Linked DNA regions of Mus musculus: region 2 is linked to region 1. The links are chromatin contacts, called in public capture Hi-C maps. All regions are on one chromosome and are shown on one strand. The core of a region is the stretch at or near the end of the contact, and the rest is flanking DNA. Distances in the headings are between cores, read along the strand shown.

What was found. Capture Hi-C pulls out chosen DNA fragments and counts their contacts.
Region 2: a capture Hi-C map of embryonic stem cells shows a contact between it and region 1, with 2.9 times the contacts expected there. The contact joins two enhancer-like sites. A contact is called at or near these places in 4 of 39 promoter capture datasets (the 3T3-L1 cell line, embryonic stem cells, hippocampal neurons and 1 more), 2 of 115 datasets of contacts at active chromatin or transcription factors (both in embryonic stem cells) and 2 of 9 other capture datasets (embryonic stem cells and liver).

Annotation. Positions count from the first base shown.
Region 1 is chr6:37,620,064-37,623,610 of GRCm38.p6, forward strand. No RefSeq gene overlaps it. Among named protein-coding and RNA genes, the nearest start is that of Gm33429, 90 kb to the left of the region's middle. Within about 2 kb of position 1,763, at least 34 of the 459 cell types and tissues checked have an H3K27ac peak or open chromatin away from gene starts, as enhancers often do. A contact at or near this core is called in embryonic stem cells, where this site is marked.
Region 2 is chr6:38,095,311-38,098,857 of GRCm38.p6, forward strand. All of the region lies in intron 1 of Atp6v0a4 (ATPase, H+ transporting, lysosomal V0 subunit A4), which reads right to left. Among named protein-coding and RNA genes, the nearest start is that of Tmem213, 12 kb to the right of the region's middle. Within about 2 kb of position 1,776, at least 26 of the 459 cell types and tissues checked have an H3K27ac peak or open chromatin away from gene starts, as enhancers often do. A contact at or near this core is called in embryonic stem cells, where this site is marked.

The DNA of each region.
Region 1 (3,547 bases), core at 513-3,012:
AGACGGAGAAAGGAAAATCCCTTGTTGCTTCAGAATAAGGGAGGTTCTGAGGTCCCTTTGTTGACGGAGTGGTCATCATCTGTTTAGTGTCCTGCTCATTCTCTGTAGTGCCCTATTAATGTACCCTTAAACCTGCCACTGCAGGGAGTTATATTGATTGACCCAGGGCCCCAGCTGTAGACTGGGTCACCTGCATGAAGTTGCATCTCCCTCCAATGATGTTCCTACCATGTCTGAGTATGACAGGTGCAGTTAGAAGGACACAGACCTCTTCATCTGCTCGATTTGCCTTAGAGGGTCTCCACACAGCTCCACGGAGCCTTTCTTAGACTATACACCTTCTGGGAGGTACCCACTCAAATGTCATTCTCTGTCACCCAGGGCCAACTGTGCTTTCTCCCTATGTTCCTTGTATATTTCATCCCGTGTTGGCTCCTTCCTCCCCAAGCCAGCAATGGTATCTTACTGCATTCTTAAGCATGCCTATCTTCATAGGATGGGAGGATGAGAGGAAGGCGTGTGACCTGTAGGCACATCTGCGGGGAGCTGGTGACATTACAGTCATAATCTGAAGCCCCTCCTGGGCCTCTCAGTGTAGAGTCTGGAGATGTGGAGAGGAGCAGGATCTGAAAGCAGAATCACACATTGCAGGAAGAGCTCAAGTTTAAGGGCTGCCTGGACTAGAGAGTGAGTTCAAGCTCAACTTGGCCAACTTAATGAGACTCCTCTGCTTCAAAACAAAAAGAGAGCCGTAGATACAGCCCAGTGGTAGAGCACAAAGCTGAGTTGGCTTATGTGGGGAAGTCCCAGGCCAAGAAGAGATCCCGTCTCAAATAAAAGATAGAAGGTGACTGGTGACCCACACATGAAGTTGTTCTCTCATCTCCACATGTGTGCCATGCTTCCGTATTACCTCTATGCATGAATGTGCATACACACATAAACATAGATACAGAGAGAGAGAGAGAGAGAAGGAATAAGGAAAAATACTTGCATAGCAAGCATAAGGACCTAGATTCTTTACCTCAGCACTAGAATTAAAAACCCACCACATTTCACTCAAGTCTTCTGTCAGGAAGGAACCCCAGAACATCTAGACCAGAGATTTCACGTCAGTAACCAACCCTGGGCAATGGCTCTTTTCCATCGCTTAATAGCTCCATGAACAGCTGTTCATGTTGAAAGCCATACAAGGGCTTCCACATGTGAGACGACACCATTCCATCACAGGCGTTATCAAGACATCTAATTTTCCTCATGTTTTTGTTTATAATTTTATTGACCCTAAAATGGATTTTATGACAGTATTTTTGGCAGATGGCACTAAAATGTCTTATGTTGATAAAATCAGTTATTATAGTGTTTCTAGAAAAATGAAAATGAATGATCAATGTCTAACTGGTTCAGTGTGTCTTTCTACTTCAGTGTGAACAGGCGGATTAAGTATAATAATAGAAAGATCATAGTGGTCTGAAGTCAGCTAATGCAGCCTGTCACTCCACACCAGATGCTTTGCCCACGACTATGCTGATTAGGGAGAATCATACAATTTAAATCAAAACCCCCTCTGGCTAAACTTGACATTTCCAGTGAGAGGTGGAACTCGTAGTCTTGTTAGTGAAAGAATTTAAGAACGACTAAAAAGGAGGCTGGAGGGCAATCTTAATGGCGCTTAAAAAACACACTGCAAGGCAGACAAACAAAATCGCCAGCTGTCCAGATGAGGGAGATCCAAGAGAGAAAGCAATGCACAGTGAGCAAAACATGGACGGCAGCCACAGGGCATAAACCAGGATAATCAGCTGCACAGCAAAGGGTGTGGCAGGGATGGGGGTGGGGAGAGGGGGAGGGGTGGGGGTGGGGGTGGGGTAACTTCAGAGAAACAGTACAGAAGCTAAGAATGTTGGAAAGGAAAGCTTAGAACAAGGATCATCAAATGTCCTTTGTTGAGGGGAAGTCAAGGCAGGAGACTTGGGTCTCTCTCTCTCTCTCTCTCTCTCTCTCTCTCTCTCTCTCTCTCTGTGTGTGTGTGTTTGTGTGTGTGTGTGTGATGTATGGAGATAGTGCATGAGCATGGCACATGTGTAGAGGTCAGAAAACAACTTCATGTGTGGGTCGCCAGCTACTCACATTACTTCTATAGTCAAGAGAAGAGAGAAATATGCACATGCCTGTCTGTTAGTGCTCGGTGGCTCTCTATACTTATGCTACCGGAAAACCACTCTTAGGGAGTGGGGTGGGCCTAGCCACATCAGTTATTATAATCAAGATAGACAATGCCGTAGGCCAATTTGCTCTGGGCAATTCCTCTCTGAGCCTTTCTTCCCAGGCCACTCTAAAGCATATAAAGTTAATAATACAAACTACTCATCAGACCAGTCATCCCACAAACATCCTTGTTTTGGTCCAGAATCCAGTCCAGGGTCCTAACATTGACTTTAATCCTATCTTCCTAGTTCCTTTGCAGTCTGGGACAGCATGGATTTTTGGGTTGTCTCTCATTCTCCCTCTCTCTCTCTCTCTCTCTCTCTCTCTCTCTCTCTCTCTCTCTCTCACATGCCTTTAGTAACTTTGAAGAACATTGGTGAGTTATTTGATGAGTGTTTTACAATTTGATAGTGTGATATCTTAAAAAGTATGTGTTTATCTTTGCCCAGAGTTCCTGGAGTTGAGCTCTTGGAATATGTGGAATTTCCTGAGTGCTGGGAATGTTTCTATGATACTAATGAGGTTACTGTTAGTTAGATTCAGCTAACTCCAGGATCAGAACTGGGTAAAGATAAACAAAACCAGCTATGTGATTAGAGTCCCAGCTCCCAGCCTCTAAGAAATGGAGACTGAAGATAATCCTCAATGGGCAAAGAGCATCACCTATGCCTATTGCAACCCCTGTAAAAGCATTGACTAGTGAGGCTTTGGATCGGTGAGCTAGATGTGGGCTCACAGGGTGAAACACACAAAGACTTAGAAAAGCTGGTTACACTCTGTCCCTGCCTCTTGCTCCATGTGTGTCTTCCATTGTGGCTTTAGTAATAAGACTGACATTATAAGTATAGAGCATTCCTGAGTCTGATGAGTCACTGCAAAGAATTGTTAAACCCAAGGGAAGATAGGTTGGGATAGCCCCAAAGTTTGTGATTGGGAGCAGAAATGTGCCAAGAATTGCAGGTAGGATCAGAAGTTGTTGCTGGAATTACAGGATAGAAATCTCTGGAGTCCTAACACCTCACTGACCAGAGATAAACAGTGTTGAAAGGTAGAAAAACAAGGGGCTGAAGTGGGAGGAACAGATAAAGGGATCAGTGGTCCCAGAGCTCATCTTCAAGGAGTTTGTGGGACCATTGCAATTTCGTAAAAAATGGAAAAGAATAGGGGCTGGAGTTTGCCTAGATGACAGAGCAGGTGACCCTGGTTGGGGCCGTGAGCTGATTGGTTGGGTCTTCCATTCTGGTTCTTCAGGATTCTGGAGGAGTCATTAAACTGCCATCAATGTGGCAAGTCATCTGGCTTCAGATGCAGCTTCACCACCAGGTTAATTCCCCCAGAC
Region 2 (3,547 bases), core at 526-3,025, 480 kb after region 1:
CCTGGCGTCCAGGCCATTTAGACCCAGGAGAGCCTCTCATGTGACAGACTGCCTGGCCTGTCACCCATCTGCCACACTGCCTACAAGTGTGGGTGTTTGAAGCTCACCACCTCATCTTACCCCCGTGGCCCAAGCCAGAAGGCCCTCAGGTTTGTAGGTCCAGGACGCCAGTCTAAGACCCTCAGTCTCTTTTCCCCCTGGCTGGCATACAGCCCTGTACTATTCTGGTTTCCATATGAACCCCAGGGCCTGCAGCCCCGAATCCCTCCTTACTTCACTGAAAAGCTCTGGACTCAACTCCAGATCCTGGAAGATAAGGATCCCTCTACTTCGTGGCTTGCCGGGCCTTGACCTGTCCCTTGGTTCCATCTATGAGAGGACCCCTCCCCCCAACTCTCTTCCTCCTGGACTCGAATCTAGAGGACGACACCTGTTCTAAACAGGACCCCATGACACACACTTTTCTGTGTCCCTAGACTACCAACAGTTCAAGTCCTTTCTGATTCCGTACTCCTTCCCAACCCCACACACCCTTCCCTGGAACTCCTCTCCTGGACCTTTGGGGGTTACACACACACACTACACACTCATGAGAACAAAACAGCCACAGGGCACAGGGCACTGCTTTCCTTTAGTGTCTCGATTGGGACAGAGGGTGAGGGAGGGCACCCTTCTGGGTTAGGAAGAAAGGCGAAGACGATTCACAATGACCAACTACAGTCCATGGAGTACAAGCAGGGCATGCTGGCCTGTCCGCTACAGACCGATTTCCCACAGTCCCCCTCCCCTCCCCCTCCCCCCTCCCGAGGGTCCCCGCTGCTTCTCTCTATCATTTTTTTTCCCTTCAAGTTGACCCGGAAAACCAGCGTCCTCAAGCATAGATCTGACTTCCTAACATCCAGCCGACCCACAACCTGCCAGATGCAGGATAAAGTCTAAAGCCTGTGAGAAGGCTGAGAAAAGGCCTTGGATGTGGCCCTTGTCTTCTCAGCTCCATCTGTCTCAGTCTCCTCTCCAGACATCTGTACTGATTTCTCCCTGTTTCAGCACCTACCCCAGGGCCTTTGCTCACGAATCTCAGCTGAGTCTAGAATCTCAGTCTCCCCTCTCTGCCACCCAACCAACACCCCACATAATAATATCATCTCTCTATTCCTTCAGCAAACCTTCCTTGACTATCCTGCCTCCTGTCTGCTGCCCAATTATCAGTCAATGACTTGCTTAACAAGTTCCCTAATCTCCATTAGGCAACAAAATCCCGAGGCCGGGACTCTCCAGTGATCATTATTCTAGTATAAAGCTAACTCGATATTAATCACAAAATAATTGTCAAAAATGATTTCCTGACTTATTTCTTTTCCTTAACCCCCACCCCACCTGCCCCAGAAGTCCACCAACTGGCACTACACTCTGCTTTTGAGCACCAAAATGAATCAGAAAGATTTTTACTATTGTATCTGATAAACTGGGCAACATGTTCATTCACAGAAACAAGGCATTAGCCTCAGGCAGATCAAAAAGCACGGTGCTTTCTCACCTGAGTTTCCTTGGAGCTTGTTCTGTGTGGGGGACCCACTGCCTGATTCCTGGAGCAGGGCACAGCAGAAGCAGAAGCAGTAGCAGCAGCAAGTGGCCACAGTCAGTTGTGGCTTTCAAGTGGTCCAGGGCCCGGTGGCAGGGAGGCTGCCCAGCCTCTCCCCCTTCACACACTGTCCTGGCTCCCTCTCCAGAGGCCACTCTGTTGTATCAACACATCCTGCAGTGGGTGAGGTCAAACCTGCCACACCAGCCAGCCCTGCTCCACCCAGCCCCACCTGGGCCCCGCCCTCAACATCGACCTTGAAAGTCCCCACTGCCAAGCAAGAACAGAGTTCTCTCTAAGAAGGTAACTCGCCCCTCTGGGAACTGAGGTGGGGTACAAGGTTTCCAGAGGCCTTAGAAGGGTAAGACAGAGAGCAGGCTAGTTCAGCTCCTACACAAATCAAAACACTCCTTCAGTCTCAAGAATGAGGCTGGGGTGTGGCTTACTGGTAGAACACTTGCCTAGCACGTAGGAGGCCCTGGGTTTGATCCCAGCCTTGCACAAAACAGTAAGAATGAAATAACATTAAGAAGTAGTTTTGGAAGCAAACAAAGGATCTCATTTACCATCCTCATAAGTATTTTCCCAGACACTCTTTCCAAAGGTGAAGAGACAGATGAATCCTTAGGAAAGTCCAGCAAAGCAATGAGAGGAACAGAGCCAGAGATTTTTTTTCCCTGGGCACACAGGCTTCCTCTGCAACAGCCACCTGCTGCCTCCACCTGAATGAACTTTGCAGAACAGCTTTTCCAGGTGGTTGTGTGCCAGTGCCCTTTGTGCACCCATCTGGGGGTCCCTGCAAAATGTACCCACCGAGTCCTCAAATGAGGGGTGGCTTTTAGGCTTTTTGTTTGTTTTTGTCTTGTTTTCCATTTTGGATTGTGTGTGTGTGTGTGCCAGTGTTTTGAAACAGGCTGGCCTTGAACTTACTATGTAAAAGAACTTCTGATCCTCGTGTCCCCCACCTCCCCATGTGCCACCACGTGTGGTATATGTGATGTTGGGGATTGAGCACAGGGCTTCAGCTATACTAAGCAGGTACTCCACTAACCGAGCTACACTCACAGCTCTTGGCTTTTACTGTTTCTTATGGGAAACATTTAAATATCTGTCAGAGTAGAAAGACGAATCAGTACAAGAACCTTCCAGGTATGCGTCATTCAACGTCGACCATTTGAATTTTGTGCCATCTAAACTCTCCTCTCCTCTAATTATTAATACTTTGAAGCTAATACCATATAGCATACCATTTCTTTTAAAAAAAACTGTCAACATGCCATATATCTCTAAAAGATAAAGATTCTTTTATAGACAGAAACATGCACACCAAGTCACCATCACACCTCAAATTCATCGGCAATTTCTTCATATCAAATATCCTACCAGGGATGTCTGTGCTGGTTCTCACTGTCGTCTTGACACAACCTAGAGACACCTGGAAAGTGAGTTAATGATGAATTATTTAGATCAAGTTGGCCTGTGAGCATGTCTGGGGTTGGGGGAGGTGTCTAATTGATGTAGGGAGACCCAGCCCATTGTGGGTAGCACCATTCCCTAGGCAGAGAACCTTAAACTATATGAGACAGGAAAAGAGAGAAAAAGCAAACAAGCAAAGGTTCATTCATTCTCCTTTTGATCTTGGCTATAGATGTGAGTGACCAGCTGCTTGAGTTCCTGCCTCAACTTCCCTAAAATGACAGACAGGAACTTGGAAGTACAAATACAGTAAATCCTTTCTGCCTCTGTGTTGCTTTTTGTCACTGTTTTGTTTGTTGGTTGATTTCTTTCTTTGTTTGTTTTTGTTTGTTTTTCCACAGCAACAGAAATGAAACTGGTAGGGTGTCTGAGGCTTGGATATTTGATAAGCCAGTCAGCCCCATGCATGGTCTAATTAGCACCATTTCTATGATAAATGGAACATCGTTTCAATGATTCCTTCTGTGTGTGTGTGTGTGTGTGTGTGTC